2 separate regions of the Mus musculus genome follow, and region 1 is linked to region 2. The links are chromatin contacts, called in public HiChIP or PLAC-seq maps. All regions are on one chromosome and are shown on one strand. The core of a region is the stretch at or near the end of the contact, and the rest is flanking DNA. Distances in the headings are between cores, read along the strand shown. Region 1 has its middle 24 kb from the start of Gm23626. Region 2 holds the start of Ier2 (immediate early response 2).

Region 1 (3,063 bases), core at 57-2,556, 310 kb after region 2:
AAGCCGGATACATGGCAACACCTAAGGGTGAGGAACGCGGGTCAGTTTGCCGCCGCCCATAGATGCTCAGACATACCACCAGGTGTCGCCATAACCTTAGGAACTACCTCAGAGGGCACGTCAAGTAGGCCTGCTTCACATCCAGCCATAACCTTAGGAACTACCTCAGAGGGCACTTCAAGTAGGCCTGCTTCACATCCAGCCTACCAGACGTGCTCAGGCCCACCTTGCATTCGTTCCCGCCCATCAGCACCCACAGGCTTCCCCTTCTCCAGGAACAGTGGCAGCTGCAGATAAGCAGGGTGACCACACACACGCAGCCTCCCTGGGATGGCAGGGTATGAAGACTGAGGGACTTAAACTGGTTCCTGTCTTGCTAGCATCAGCGGCTCCTGCTGTTACTCATGGGTACATCACAGCCATCAGTGTCAGCCCAGGAAACCACCCCAGCTTTACACCTTTGAAATAAAATGTTATTAAGCCCTAGCAATCCGCTTAGAGATGCAGTGGCAAAGGGATTGTTTGTAGTTGAACCTTTCTCCAAACCACTTCCCATTAGCTATCAGCGTAGCTCGTTCCCTCACAGCTGGGCCAGAGTACCTCTGAAGGCAGAATTTCCCAGCCTTTCCCAACATGCCCCACCTCCCCGCACCCTACCCAAGTCCCCAGAGAAAGCACTTGTCCCCTCTGCCAGTCCTTTCTGGCTCCACTGCGCACAAGGGATCCGGGTCTTTTACAAAGCCGGTTCAGAGTATTCCAGGCAACCTTAAGGCAGAGGGTTGATGGACTGTCAAGGGACAACTGGAGTCACCCACACCATATCAGCGCATTCTATCCCCTGAAGCTTGCCAGTTCAGGCTTGGCTGGCCCACAAGCCCCGCACAGCTCCCTTACAGCCTGCCCCGTGAATACTCACTCCCACTCTTTCCTTCTGGCCTGAGGGGTGCTGTGCATTTTGTGCGCCTGGTGGGCCAAGATGACATCCCGGTGGTCCACCACGCCACCACGCCGTTTCAGAGTTGGCCCCTCGAGGCTTCCGCTCATCTGCTGTGACCACGGGACATGCAGAGTCCTGGATGAGCCTGCCAGGGTGCAGTCCGTGCCTGGGTACCTTGGGCTGTGCAGGAGCTCATGACTGAGGGGAGAAAGCATGGGGTCAGAGCCCCAAGAGGCCCTCGGCATCCATGGGCCTCGCTCAGATATCCCAGGAGAGGAAACTGGAGGGAGAGAGGAGACAAGGAGAGCAGAGTGAGAGAAACTGAGGGGAGGCCAGGGCTGTGCGCGAGCAGGTGTGAACAGCAGAGGCCACCCCACCCTGCGCCCGGAAGTTCAGCGCCCCAGGCCCGGCTGCCAGGATTGAGTATTCCCTTGGCAACTGGGGGGCAGGAAAGACACTTCTAGCAGTTGCCGGGCAACACAGGCCATGGGTTGAAAGGGCGCAAGGGTGTGGCTGATGCTAAGCAATAGAACTACCTAGCTCCAGATCGAACTGGGGTGGGGTGGGGAGGGGTGGGGGAGGGGTGCTTTCTCACATCTAGATGCTCCCTTCTGCAAAGTGGACCCTCTAAAGCCCTTGCTTTCTGTGCTCTGGACCTGCGTCCAGTGGACTTCAGATCCCTGATGGCAAGTTCAAACTCAGTTGCACTGGACCAAGAGGCTGGTCCTGATCTGCTTCCTGTGTAGTTAGAAAGCACACCGAGAGCCTGTCTGTTAGTTTCTTTGTCTCGATGTTTTATTTATTATATTCATGTGTTTGCAGTGTGCATGGGGCACTGGTATGTGCATATATGTATGCGGAAGCCAGAGATCAACATTAGGTGCTATTCCTCAGGGGCTACCACCTTAGTTTTTTAGACAGAGTCTCTCACTGGCCTGGAATAGAGTAGACTATGCTAGCTGACCAGTGAGCCTAGTCTAGTCTGCCTGTCTCTGCCTCCCCAGCATCATGATTCTAGCTTGTACCACCATGCCTGGCCTCTGTCCCCACCCCCACCCCCACCCCCGACATGACACACACACCCTAGGGATTGAACTCAGGTCCCAATATACTAAGCTATCCCCCTAGCCCTTTATTTTCTTCTTGTTGTTATTTAAATTGTGTGTGTGTGTCTGTGTCTGTGTGTGTGTGATGGGTGTATGGGTGTGCCGTGGGCCATCTGTACTGATCAGAGGACAATGCTGTAGGCATCAGTTCTCTCCCTCCATCCTTGGGCTCCAGAGACTGAGCTCAAGCTATCAGGCTTGGTAGCAGTGGCCTTTACCCACAGAGCCATCCTATACCTTTCCGATTTTGCTGTTTTTTTATGTGCACGAGTGTTTTTCCATGCAGTCTGTGCATTGTCTGTGTACACACCCTGGGAGGTAAGAAGATGGTGCTGGATCCCCTGAAATGGGATCCTGCCCATTGTTAACCACTATGTGGGTGTGGTGTGAACTCCAGTCCTCTGCAGGAGCAGCCAGAGCCTTTAGCCACGGAGTCATTTCTCCAGTCCCTATTTTACTAATTTTTGAGGCTGTCTCACCTTGCTGCCAAGGCTAGGCTGAAACTCACAATCTTCTACCTGAGCCTGGACAGTGCGAGGCTTATACATACGCACCACCATGCCAGCTCTTTAATCTGTTACTTTGTCCTTGGTTTAATTCTATTTACTTGCAGTATGGAGGCAGAGTCGGAGCACACCACGCAAGGACTCGACTCCCAGCTCTTTTTCACTTTCTGTTTCGCCAAGTTTGTCATGAAACTTATTCTTGTAGCCCAGGCTGGCCCCAAACTTGTGATTCTCCTGCCTTAGCCTCTTGAAAAGCTGGTATGGCAGACAGGCCTGTACTGTCAGCCTGGCTTTTTTTATTTGTCACCACAGACTTACAGAGACTGGAGACATAATCCTACAGACGCCAAAGTCTCTCTAGGTGACCTTGGACACCTAGAGTGTGAATGTGGCTGGCACACTCTATTGTTTAGGAAGAAAATCACATGTGGGTGTTCAGTACAGACTCAACCATGGGCACTGAAAGCTTTCCCCTGCCCATGGGGGCTCTGTGTGCCCTGGCCTGTGTTGAAGC
Region 2 (3,084 bases), core at 296-2,795:
GCAGGAGGGTTTCGAAGATGTTTTTCCGTAACTCCACAGGGTGCGAATCTCACTCCACCCGGACTCATCCCGCATGACGGTGCCGCAGCGTGTGAGAGCATGAGAGAAGGAAACATCGAGTTCTCTCCGGGACGCCGTGCAGACTGTCCAAAGAACTGTAGCACCAAACAGACTCGAACGACCCGAGACAACACTTAGTTAGGCTCCTGAGGGCTGGATTGGAGGGGCGTGCTCGCCGATGGAAGGGGCCCCGCCCCGGAAGCCCTCTCCTCGGGCTAAGACCGGCTGCCCTTGTTCTTATATGGGCATCCGGAAGTGGTTCGCGGCGCCAACCTACGTCATTACATCCAAATTTAGCCAGGGAAGTCGGCCGGCTGCAGTGGCGGGAAGTCTGCCCGCTGGCAGGGGGTGTTTCTTAAAGGGCCTGCACAGCAAATGAAAGGGGTTATTTGAATTTTTCTCCCTTCTGCAACTAGAAGCAAGTTTTTCTTGGGAAGTGATGCAAAGTGGAACCGACTTCTTTTTTTCTTTTCTTTGTTACTGTGTGTGTGTGTGTGTGTGTGTGTGTGTGTGTGTGTGTGTGTGTGTGTGTGTGTGTGTGTGTGTGTGAGACATCGTATAGAAGTCTGTTCTCTTGTACGGCGTGGGACCGGTGGGACCGGGAATCGAACTGAGTTCGTTAGGCTTGGCAACAAGTGGCTCCACCCACTGTGCCATCTCGACCCAGATATCTGTCTTTCTTGGAGTAATTCCGTTCACGAGGGCATGAAGGCAGAAAACTGCTCTATTGACAAGGGAAGATCGCAGGCCCTATGGACATTGGGACTTCCATGCCACTGGGTTGCGGAAAACTGGGAGATCTTTAACGCTGAAAGTAAAGAGCAGTCGTGAGGTGGTGGATATCTGTGGTTACGGGGTACAGTGTCCGTGCCCACTTTCCACCCATGTCCAGAAAGGTGGAGATAGAAGGGCTGCAGGCTTTAGTTGATCCTTTCGCCATAGTATAATCATATAATCATTCGTTTAGTAAATATTGGTCAGGTGGCTGCCTATTTCTCACCTGGAAAACTGTATCTTCTATGGAGTGGAGGTGAGAGATCAGAGACATTGAATAAAAAGAGAAAGTTCAACACTGTAGTAACTGGCGTGTAGTAACTGCTTAATAAGTAGCAGCGTTTTTACTGTTCAAAAAATATTAATTAGCAGGCTGGTAGGCAAGATGAACGGTGCCCTCGGGGAATGTACCCCGGTCCCGGGTTTTCCCCACTGCAGTCAGATTACCGCCCACTATCCGTCTCGTTGGTGGGCCTCATCCTCTGGCCCGTTGGTGACTCTGAGAACCCAGAACCTAGTGTCTTAAGGTGCAGTGGGGAAGTTCTTCCTTGCAGTAGTTAAGTCCTTTTTCCTTCGAGGCGTAAATTTATCCCTATTGCTTTAAGGACTCGCTAGCCACTGTGGAAAGCCCGGATGAGGCCCTCTGGTTGGGCGTGGTGTTGCAGTGACGTCACTCTCAGTATATTAAAAGGCTCCGGCTTGCTGCCCTCGCCCGAACGTCTAGCAGAGTACCTGCTGCTGTAAGCTTGTCGTCTGGGCTGCACCGCCCGTCTTAACCCATTCTCGACTTAACTACTCTCGTCGAACAAGCATGGAAGTACAGAAAGAAGCGCAGCGCATCATGACTCTGTCGGTATGGAAGATGTACCACTCTCGCATGCAGCGAGGTGGCTTGCGACTCCACCGGAGTCTGCAGCTGTCCCTCGTTATGCGCAGCGCTCGAGAGGTCTACCTCTCAGCCAAGGTAGAAGCCCACCAGCCCGAGTTCCCGCCATCCCGCAGGGCTCTTGACCCTCGCCTGCACCCGCCGCGGGAAGCCGAAGTTGCAGTGGAAGTAGCGTCCCCCGAAGCCGTGCAGCCTCCGGAGCCCATGGATACGCAAGAGGAAGTGCTGCGAGTCCAGGAGACCCCTGCGCTCTGTGACCCGCCCCCCGCTAGAGTCAGCCGCAAGCGCCGGAGCAGCAGCGATTTGAGCGACGGTAGTGATGCCGGACTGGTACCAAGCAAGAAGGCCCGTCTAGAAGAGGTGGAGGGGGAGGCGACGTCGGAGGTTCCCGATCGCCTGCAGCTTCCTCCGGCACAAAGCGAAGGTGCCTTCCCTAACCTCGCCCGCGTCCTCCAAAGGCGCTTCTCCAGTCTCCTGAACTGTGGACCCGCCGTGCCCCCGCCGACGCCCCCCACGTGCGAGGCCAAGCCAGCCTGCCGCCCGGCCGACAATATGCTCAACGTGCTGGTGCGAGCTGTGGTGGCCTTCTGAGAGCTCTGGTGGCTTCTTTCGAGCGGCGCCACCGGAGCGGAGAACGCACACCCGAGGCGAAGGCCGGCGGGGGCCGTGAAGAAGAGCCGCGGCCCGAGCTGCCGAGAGGCCAGGGGAAGGACTGAGGAGCGAGGGGCGCGGGCGCCTTCTCCCAGACGTGCGTCCATAGGTGCTATTAAAGGACTGTCCCTTCCTTGGCTTGGAGAAGGGACACCTAGATCTTGAATCTCAGGGTCGAACTCTCTAGGGGCCAGGCTGCCCTTTCAAGGCCGTTTCACTACCATTCGCGTTTCGGCCCCTACAAGTGGGCACGCTTGTGCAAGCGGTCAGAGTTGCGTCATGGGACAGACGCGGGTGCTTCCTGTTGCCTTGCGTGGGTGTGGGGCCTGGGAGGAGGCCAGGGTGTGGACCCGCCCTAGGGACTGGGAAGTGACTTGAGTCACCTCGCCCCCACAGGCTGCTGTGGGTGAGCCTGAACTGAACCAATCAAATCTGCGATCAGAGTTGAAGTGGCTGGAGACCCCGGGACTGGTCAACCTAGATGATCGCCTGGCGTGGACCACCGCGGGACGGGTGGGCCGCTGGTCGTAGTTGCTGCCGTAGACACAGCTTCTTCGGGCAGGAAAGAAAATTTTTTTTTTACCAGCGTGTTTAAGAAAGTCTGTTTACTTTTCCCACGGTGGGTTGTTTAATTAGCAACTACCTGGAGTTTTACAATGTCAGCTAGGAAAATAAAGACCATCGGTGTAAAACGCGCGGCTTGTCTGGCTTGC

The links. HiChIP or PLAC-seq counts read pairs in DNA pulled down with a chosen protein or histone mark.
Region 1: a contact with region 2 is called in an H3K4me3 HiChIP or PLAC-seq map of embryonic stem cells, with 2.5 times the contacts expected there. The contact joins the enhancer-like site here to the promoter of Ier2 in region 2. A contact is called at or near these places in 1 of 39 promoter capture datasets (the 3T3-L1 cell line), 1 of 15 datasets of contacts at CTCF or cohesin (the NIH/3T3 cell line) and 5 of 115 datasets of contacts at active chromatin or transcription factors (embryonic stem cells, forebrain and stem cell-derived neural progenitor cells).

Annotation. Positions count from the first base shown.
Region 1 is chr8:84,354,979-84,358,041 of GRCm38.p6, reverse strand. It overlaps a transcript of Cacna1a not described here. Among named protein-coding and RNA genes, the nearest start is that of Gm23626, 24 kb to the left of the region's middle. Within about 2 kb of position 1,306, at least 42 of the 459 cell types and tissues checked have an H3K27ac peak or open chromatin away from gene starts, as enhancers often do. A contact at or near this core is called in embryonic stem cells, where this site is marked.
Region 2 is chr8:84,661,313-84,664,396 of GRCm38.p6, reverse strand. Ier2 (immediate early response 2) reads left to right here and starts at 1,545. Exons shown (of 1, transcript NM_010499.4): 1 at 1,545-3,066. The coding sequence starts at 1,646. The coding sequence ends at 2,311.